2 separate regions of the Capsicum annuum genome follow, and region 1 is linked to region 2. Evidence: chromatin contacts called from public Hi-C data. All regions are on one chromosome and are shown on one strand. Each heading gives the region's core, a stretch centred on a gene start, on an enhancer-like site or on the middle of the called end of the contact. The rest is flanking DNA. Distances are from core to core; before and after follow the strand shown.

Region 1 (3,415 bases), core at 580-3,079, 150 kb after region 2:
AACACTTGTGGTTGGAGCCTAGAGGAGGTACTTCTAATATCTGGTATAACAATTGGACAAATATAGAATCTTTATTTTTGCATTAGTCTGATACGCACACTTGCCACCCCATGAAAGATGTTGGAGATTTATTATAAAGAGGGTTGGGACTTTATAGCATTATGAGATATTTTTGCCTGAGTATGTGGTGGAGCATATCAGACATAACATGAGTTGTGTACAACCAAGCAATCAGGGGGATAAACCTTGACACACTAAATCTAGTAAAGGAAAGTTCAATGTTGAAAGTGCTTGGGAGTTGTTGAGACAAAAAGCTAACTTGAATGAGGATTTGAAGCTTTTATGGATTAAAGAATTACCGTTTAAGTTTGTTTTTTTTTTGGCTTGGAGAATTTGGCATGGTAAGTTCCTGTGGCAGATTTAATGCACAGTTGGAATCCTAACATTTCTCAAATTATAAGAGTTGTTCCATCCCATTAGCCGAGACAACTGAGCACAAGTGAAGTAGCAACCAGAATTTGAAATCACTACTTTAGAGTTCCTGGTCTTATAGGTCCTTTTTTAAATTTGAAATAGACTTTCAGAAGGTAGAGGTATTCACAGGGCAATCATAGAATTCAAGTGGGTTCTCAAGTTGTTTATATTGTGATTTTTTGGTATTTGTGGAGAAAAATGAACACTATTCTACATGGTGGTTTATATTCAGGAGGAAAGGTTATTTGGGAGATCAGTGAAACTATTTTGAAGTTAATTAAATTTTGATTCAAGATGATCATTCAAAAAATTATGTGGCCCTATATTATTAATGATTTATTCAGGCACAGAGATACCTACAACATTAGAATTGTGAGGTGAAACCCTCTTCCTATTAATAAGTGGAAATACAACACTAATGGAGCTTCCTGGGGTAACCCAGAGCCTAGCTCTGCAACTTTTTGCATAAGAGACCATGAAGGAAATCTATTAATTGCTAAAGGTTTTAGTTTACAAGATACCACTAATCTAGTAGCTGAAGCTAGGGCTATTAGAGAAGGCTTGGTGTTTACAAGATACCACTAATCTAGCAGCTAAAACTAGGGCTATTAGAGAAGGTTTGGTGTTTTGTAAGGAGCAGTTGATAACTCATGTTATTATCGAAACAAATTCAATGGCCATGGTATAGATTTTAGAAGGAGGATTAGGCATTCCTTGGAGTGTGATGTTAGAGGTTAATTCCATAAATAGTTTGAAGAGTTTTTTTAATCAATAAGAGTACAATATTTCTTTTGGGAAGGAAATACTCTTGATTATTTTGCTAACCCAGTTTTTGTTTTTGCATGTGATTACCAGTTTAACCATTTTCAAGTCATTCCTAAGGAAGGCAGAAGAATACTAAACTTAGACAAAATGGCATTGCTCTAATTAAAAGATGATTGATATATTAAAGTTTATTTCATGAATATAATGGATAACTTCTTAATGCAGATTACTGCAGCAGAAATAAGTTGGTGTACATTACTATTTTTCTTTAATTTATGTCTGATGAAATTTCATAGTGGTTTGCGTATTTGCACTTGTGAGAGCTTTAAGGTATTTGTCGAATACCAAACTAGGGCATTAGCTTCGAAAGTAGGTTCTAAGCTTGTCTCTTTATTTCTCCTGCGTAACCTGCAAAAGCTCAAAAGAAATTAGTTATTAAAAATCTGTGATATTTCCTTCCCCAATCTAGATTTCAGATGGTTGTATTAATTTCATTAGAGATTCTACCCATCGAGATCGAGCATGGAAAGCTCATCTTTCTCAGGAGTTGAAGAGGTGTGGTCATCTCTCAGCTAAAAATTATAGCACATACTCTTGAGGACCCTGCTGAATTGGCCATGCACAACCCCGAGGATGTTCCTTCTTAAGTTACCCATGGTTGAGATTGGGCGGATTCAACAAAGAAGATACAGATTTGGTATGAAGATGAAGTATTGTGAACACTCATCAGGGATTGATAAACTCAAATCGATGGTTATTCCAATAGCCATTTTCAAATGAGAACAGAACCTGTGTAAATTGATGAATCACACCTTTGCCTAAGTTTTTCAATTATGTTTGATGTTTCTTCTTCTCTCACAGCACGAAAAGATATATAATTGGGAGCTTTCTTGGAGATGGTGGTGACTTTTTTTGGATGTTTGAAGCAGAGCGTATTCGGGATTTAAAGTTTATAGGTTCTTCATATTAGACCAAAATAAAAACGAATAGTATCTAAGGGGATATGAACCCACAATCAAGAGGTCAACAAAACTTTTACAAAGCTCTTTGCTCCACTAGACCAACATCACGTTTTATTTATAGATTACCAACTTATATTTGTTATATATTTATTAGACTTCTCAATATAAATGCAGGATCCACATGAAAGTTACTGAATTTTCGAAAACTCCCACCTAACTCTAACTCTCTGGATCCGCCCCTGATTTGAAGTAGCAAAAAACTATTGATGAAAGAAGAAAATGAACAAAGATAGAGGAATTAGGAGAGAATACCAGGGGATATCCATTTTTTTTCGTCCAAAAGTATTCAGGAGAGAAATCTAGAATTGGGTGTACATTTGTTAACGAAAATTTTTACTATGTGAGTCGCACAACCAAAAAAAGTTGTGTGATCCTCCATTAAATTTTTGACACATGGATAATGGGTCTTATTTATTCAATTTTATAATTAAAAGCAATGAAACTCCATCTATCAGCCTTTATAAGGATTTTTTTTACCATAAAATATTAAAATGTGATTTTTTTTAGAATATTTTTTATTTTATTTTATTTAAAAATTAATGTTTGACCATGAAAATTTCAAATCTAACTTAAAATTATATTTCAAGTTTGAAAAATAGTTTCGAATCTGTTTCCAATAGAATTTTCACTTTTTTCAGTAAGATGTGAAATACTTATTTTTCTACAAATCTAAAACATTGAAATATTATTTTATATATTTTAATTTATGTGAAAGTTTTGAACGGTACATATTTAAGAAAATAAAGAAAGACTTTTAAATTGGGATAAAATATAGTATTTTATAAGCTAAAAAAAATTTGTGTGACTATATTTCTCTGAGAGTAAAATATATAGTATTTTATAATTAAATTATTACTAAGATAAAAAGGATGAAGCACTCTCTCTAGTAAAGTTTGCATACGTTCTACCTTCCCCAAATTCCATTTGTGAGATATTATGAGAAATGTTAGGGGTTGTTTGGTACACTGGATGAGATAAGTAAGACTATCTCATGAGACTATTTTATCCCCCTGCCTCCATGGGATAGTAATTCCACCATTTTAGCACAAATGGTAGGATAACATAGTCCCGAAATTAAATAATACCTTATACCAAATATGGAATAATAATAAAATTATTTTTCTTATCCTTCTACCAAATGATCCCTTATTGTA
Region 2 (3,230 bases), core at 415-2,914:
TATAAAAAAGTGAAAATTCAGAAGTGGTAAAAGAGGTGAAACAAATTATGAAGAAAACTGTCGAGAAATCCTCCGGAAGTTGGTGGTATTATTTCCTAGTTGTTGACGCCTTCGAAATGTACAAATTAATACAACTGGCTTGATCAGGTAAGTGTTAACGATATAAGTTGAGCTAAAAGAATAAGGAGAATAGACAGACAACAGAGGATGCTTCAAGTATTGTACTAAGCACGTGGTAACTCTGTCCACCAAAGCTATAACAGATAGAAAGAAATTATCAGTGTTTGTCTCTGTTGCGAATTGAACTTTGAGGCCTCATGGTGCTCAATCCAACTTTATTGAACCCTAGGCCACACTCACACTCGTGTTACTATATCTTCTAAGGTAATACATGTACTAGTTATAAATTGTTAAATTGTGAGGTTATCTTATTTGAAAGTTTCAATTGTTTATTGAGAGCATGCTTTTAGATTAGACTTAAGTTATTAAGTTTTAAGTACTCCCATTCACGCGTTGGATTGAAAGAACCACCCCTAGGGAGATTAATGGACGACACTGAGATTCCAATTCTGTCTGCGTTTATATCCTATTTAATTGTTTGCTCATCTTATACAAAAAATTTAATTGCTTGAGAGAGCATATTTTTATGACGGAAGAGGGGGCAAAGAGATATTCACCTTTAACTTCTCTTAATTATGTCTTCCATATTATTTCAAGTAATTTAACTATTATGAAGGTGACTTGTCCGATGCACTGTAGTTAAACTCAGCCGAAAACTGAAAACTGTCGAGGGCAATCAGCATGGTGGGTATCATAATAATTTTTTTTTTTTTTGGTGCAAAGGGGCATATATTAGAATAAAAGTAGCGTTGTTAAGTTACAAAGCTGCCCGGTGGGGCATCAAAAGATTGTTGAGCCAAGGCTTGGCTATTAGAAAGTAGATTACAAACACGCAATTTCCTAGAGTACATAGTTCCTGATTTGTCTACATCTATGGTGTCTAATACAAACACAGGAGGAACTAGTAGGATTTTAAGGCTCTCTTGCACTGCTTCATTCCTAGCTGCTTTGGCTAATAGGTCAGCCGCTTTGTTCCCTTCCCTGAAGATATGCTCCGGATGGGTTGCTAGGACCCTCTCTAGCATTGACCTGCAATCAGTAGTAAGATTATCAAGTAGCAAGTTCTCTTCAGTTAAAACCCGAATAGCCTCCAAAGAATTTAATTCTACTTGAAGAGGGGTTACATTATGGTTGATTGCTATGTTGAGGCCCCTTTTGAGAGCGGGTAGCTCTGCAGCTAGGGTGGTGGTGTTGGATTTGTGTTCCATGAAACCCACAATCCAGTCCCCATTATGGTCTCTGATGGTACCCCTTAGTCCCCCTTGCCCTGTTAAAAGTCACACTGAAGCATCAGTGTTAAGTTTATACATATCTCTTTTAGGGGGTTTCCAGGTGACTTAGATAGTAGTATAGGAGTATTGGGGGTGATTGGAGATGATGAGGTGGTATTCCATTGCCTGAGAGATACACTACAAAAAATAGTTCAAATTGCGGGGGTTAAATTTACAGTTTGAATCCCCGCAAAATGCTATTTCGGCAGTTTCCAAAACCCCCACAATTCGAGCCGTTACAAATAATTTGCGGCGGTTTTTTTCCGACCCCCATAATTACTTTGCGGCGGTTATATTGCGGCGGTTTTAACCCCTGTAATTATTTGCGGCGGTTATAACCCCCGTTAATCTTAATTTGATTCTTTTGAAATTGCGGGGGTTTAAACCTCCGCAATTTTTTTATTATTATTTTTTTAATTTAATAGGGCTCATCCATTTTTAATAACTAATTATAGATTCTAATTTTAGCTCAAATTTAATTGATCCTTTAGGCATAACATACGATCCAATATTTGTTCAACTCATATATCATTAATACAACAGAGTAATTAAACATTGTAATTGACAAATATCAAAAATACATTGAACATTAAACTTCAAAATTAAATTTTCAGCATTAACATCTTCAAACTCCGAATTTTCAATACTAACTAGTATCTTCAAAGTTCAAACTCCAAAATCAAATGTAAACACAAAACCTTCAATATTCTAAGATTCACTCTAATTACACAATTACATCGTCATAATTGAATACCCAAGACAAATGCAAGAATTCAAAGAATATCGTTAAGATCATTATCATCGCGTGATCTCCTTGCATCCATGGGCGAAATGGGTCCACTAGCCGCATCACTTGGCTACATAAAAACACAAAGTATAAAAATCGGTCGATAAACTTTCAGTCCTTATAACTCAAGTATAAATATTTTCTTAATGTCATTCCGAGATTTTGATACATAAGCATTGGACTAATATGCACCTCAAAGAAAGGTGAAGCACAAAGGAAAATAAGCAAATTAGACGACCAATGCCAGGGGTACTAATTTTGATATGTTAGAGCATAACAAAGTTAGTGATTGGAAAGTTCAAAATGTCCTACTCTAGGTGGACAGAAACAGAGAATTGCAATAGCAACCAGCTGTGTCATTTCCTGTTTTCAATTGGAAAACAGTCGTAGTCCCTTTCACCAATGTGATTTTCCTGTGCATGAAGGAAAATAAGCATATCCTAATTGTAATACTACTAGAAAATCAAATTAAACTAGGACTACATCCATCTCTTCTTACTAAATAGTTAACTTGGTGATGTCTCTGTATGAAACTACTAACAAAGAACTAAGTTTCATTAATGAACCAAATTCTGTGTTTTGTTACAGATGGATTCATAGATATGAAGTAGTGTAATACAAATGCCTACAAAAGAAAAGAGATTCTTCATAAAAGAAAAAGAGCATCAACAATGGAAACTAAACACTGCAAGAGTGTATAAATGAACCTTTCCTTGTAGGACATAAAGTCTACAAGGAAACCCTAAGCAAGATACTACAAAGCATACAAATAAAAGCTTTTACAGATAGATCAATCTTATTCCCTGTTAAGCCAAAGCTTTGTTAGAAGTTTTTTAGTTCTGTAATAAGATTGATTCTAGTTTGTATGCTTTTCTTCCATTGAGACTTATGAGATAGTGATACGAGTGCGATCACGTAGATGGACTCATGTGGGTGTGTATTGAAGTTTTCCAAGTGTGTGTGCAAGAGAAGTGTAATTAAGGGCCCAAATACACACCAAAACAGCCTGCTACATACACTAGACGAGAGGCCCATTCTTGAAGGGCCCTTTT

The links. Hi-C and Micro-C count contacts between places; a contact is called where the count stands out from the background.
Region 1: a Hi-C map of leaf shows a contact between it and region 2, with 2.5 times the contacts expected there. The contact joins the enhancer-like site here to the promoter of LOC107865063 in region 2. A contact is called at or near these places in 2 of 5 Hi-C or Micro-C datasets (leaf and placenta).

The regions. Positions count from the first base shown.
Region 1 is chr3:223,318,847-223,322,261 of UCD10Xv1.1, forward strand. No RefSeq gene overlaps it. Among protein-coding and RNA genes, the nearest start is that of LOC107865062, 56 kb to the left of the region's middle. Within about 2 kb of position 1,830, at least 1 of the 5 cell types and tissues checked has an H3K27ac peak or open chromatin away from gene starts, as enhancers often do. A contact at or near this core is called in leaf, where this site is marked.
Region 2 is chr3:223,164,067-223,167,296 of UCD10Xv1.1, forward strand. LOC107865063 reads right to left here and starts at 1,665. Exons shown (of 2, transcript XM_016711421.2): 1 at 1,632-1,665; 2 at 873-1,387. The coding sequence starts at 1,665. The coding sequence ends at 873. It overlaps LOC124897076 (a long non-coding RNA gene), which reads right to left. Exons shown (of 4, transcript XR_007053654.1): 4 at 1,953-2,248.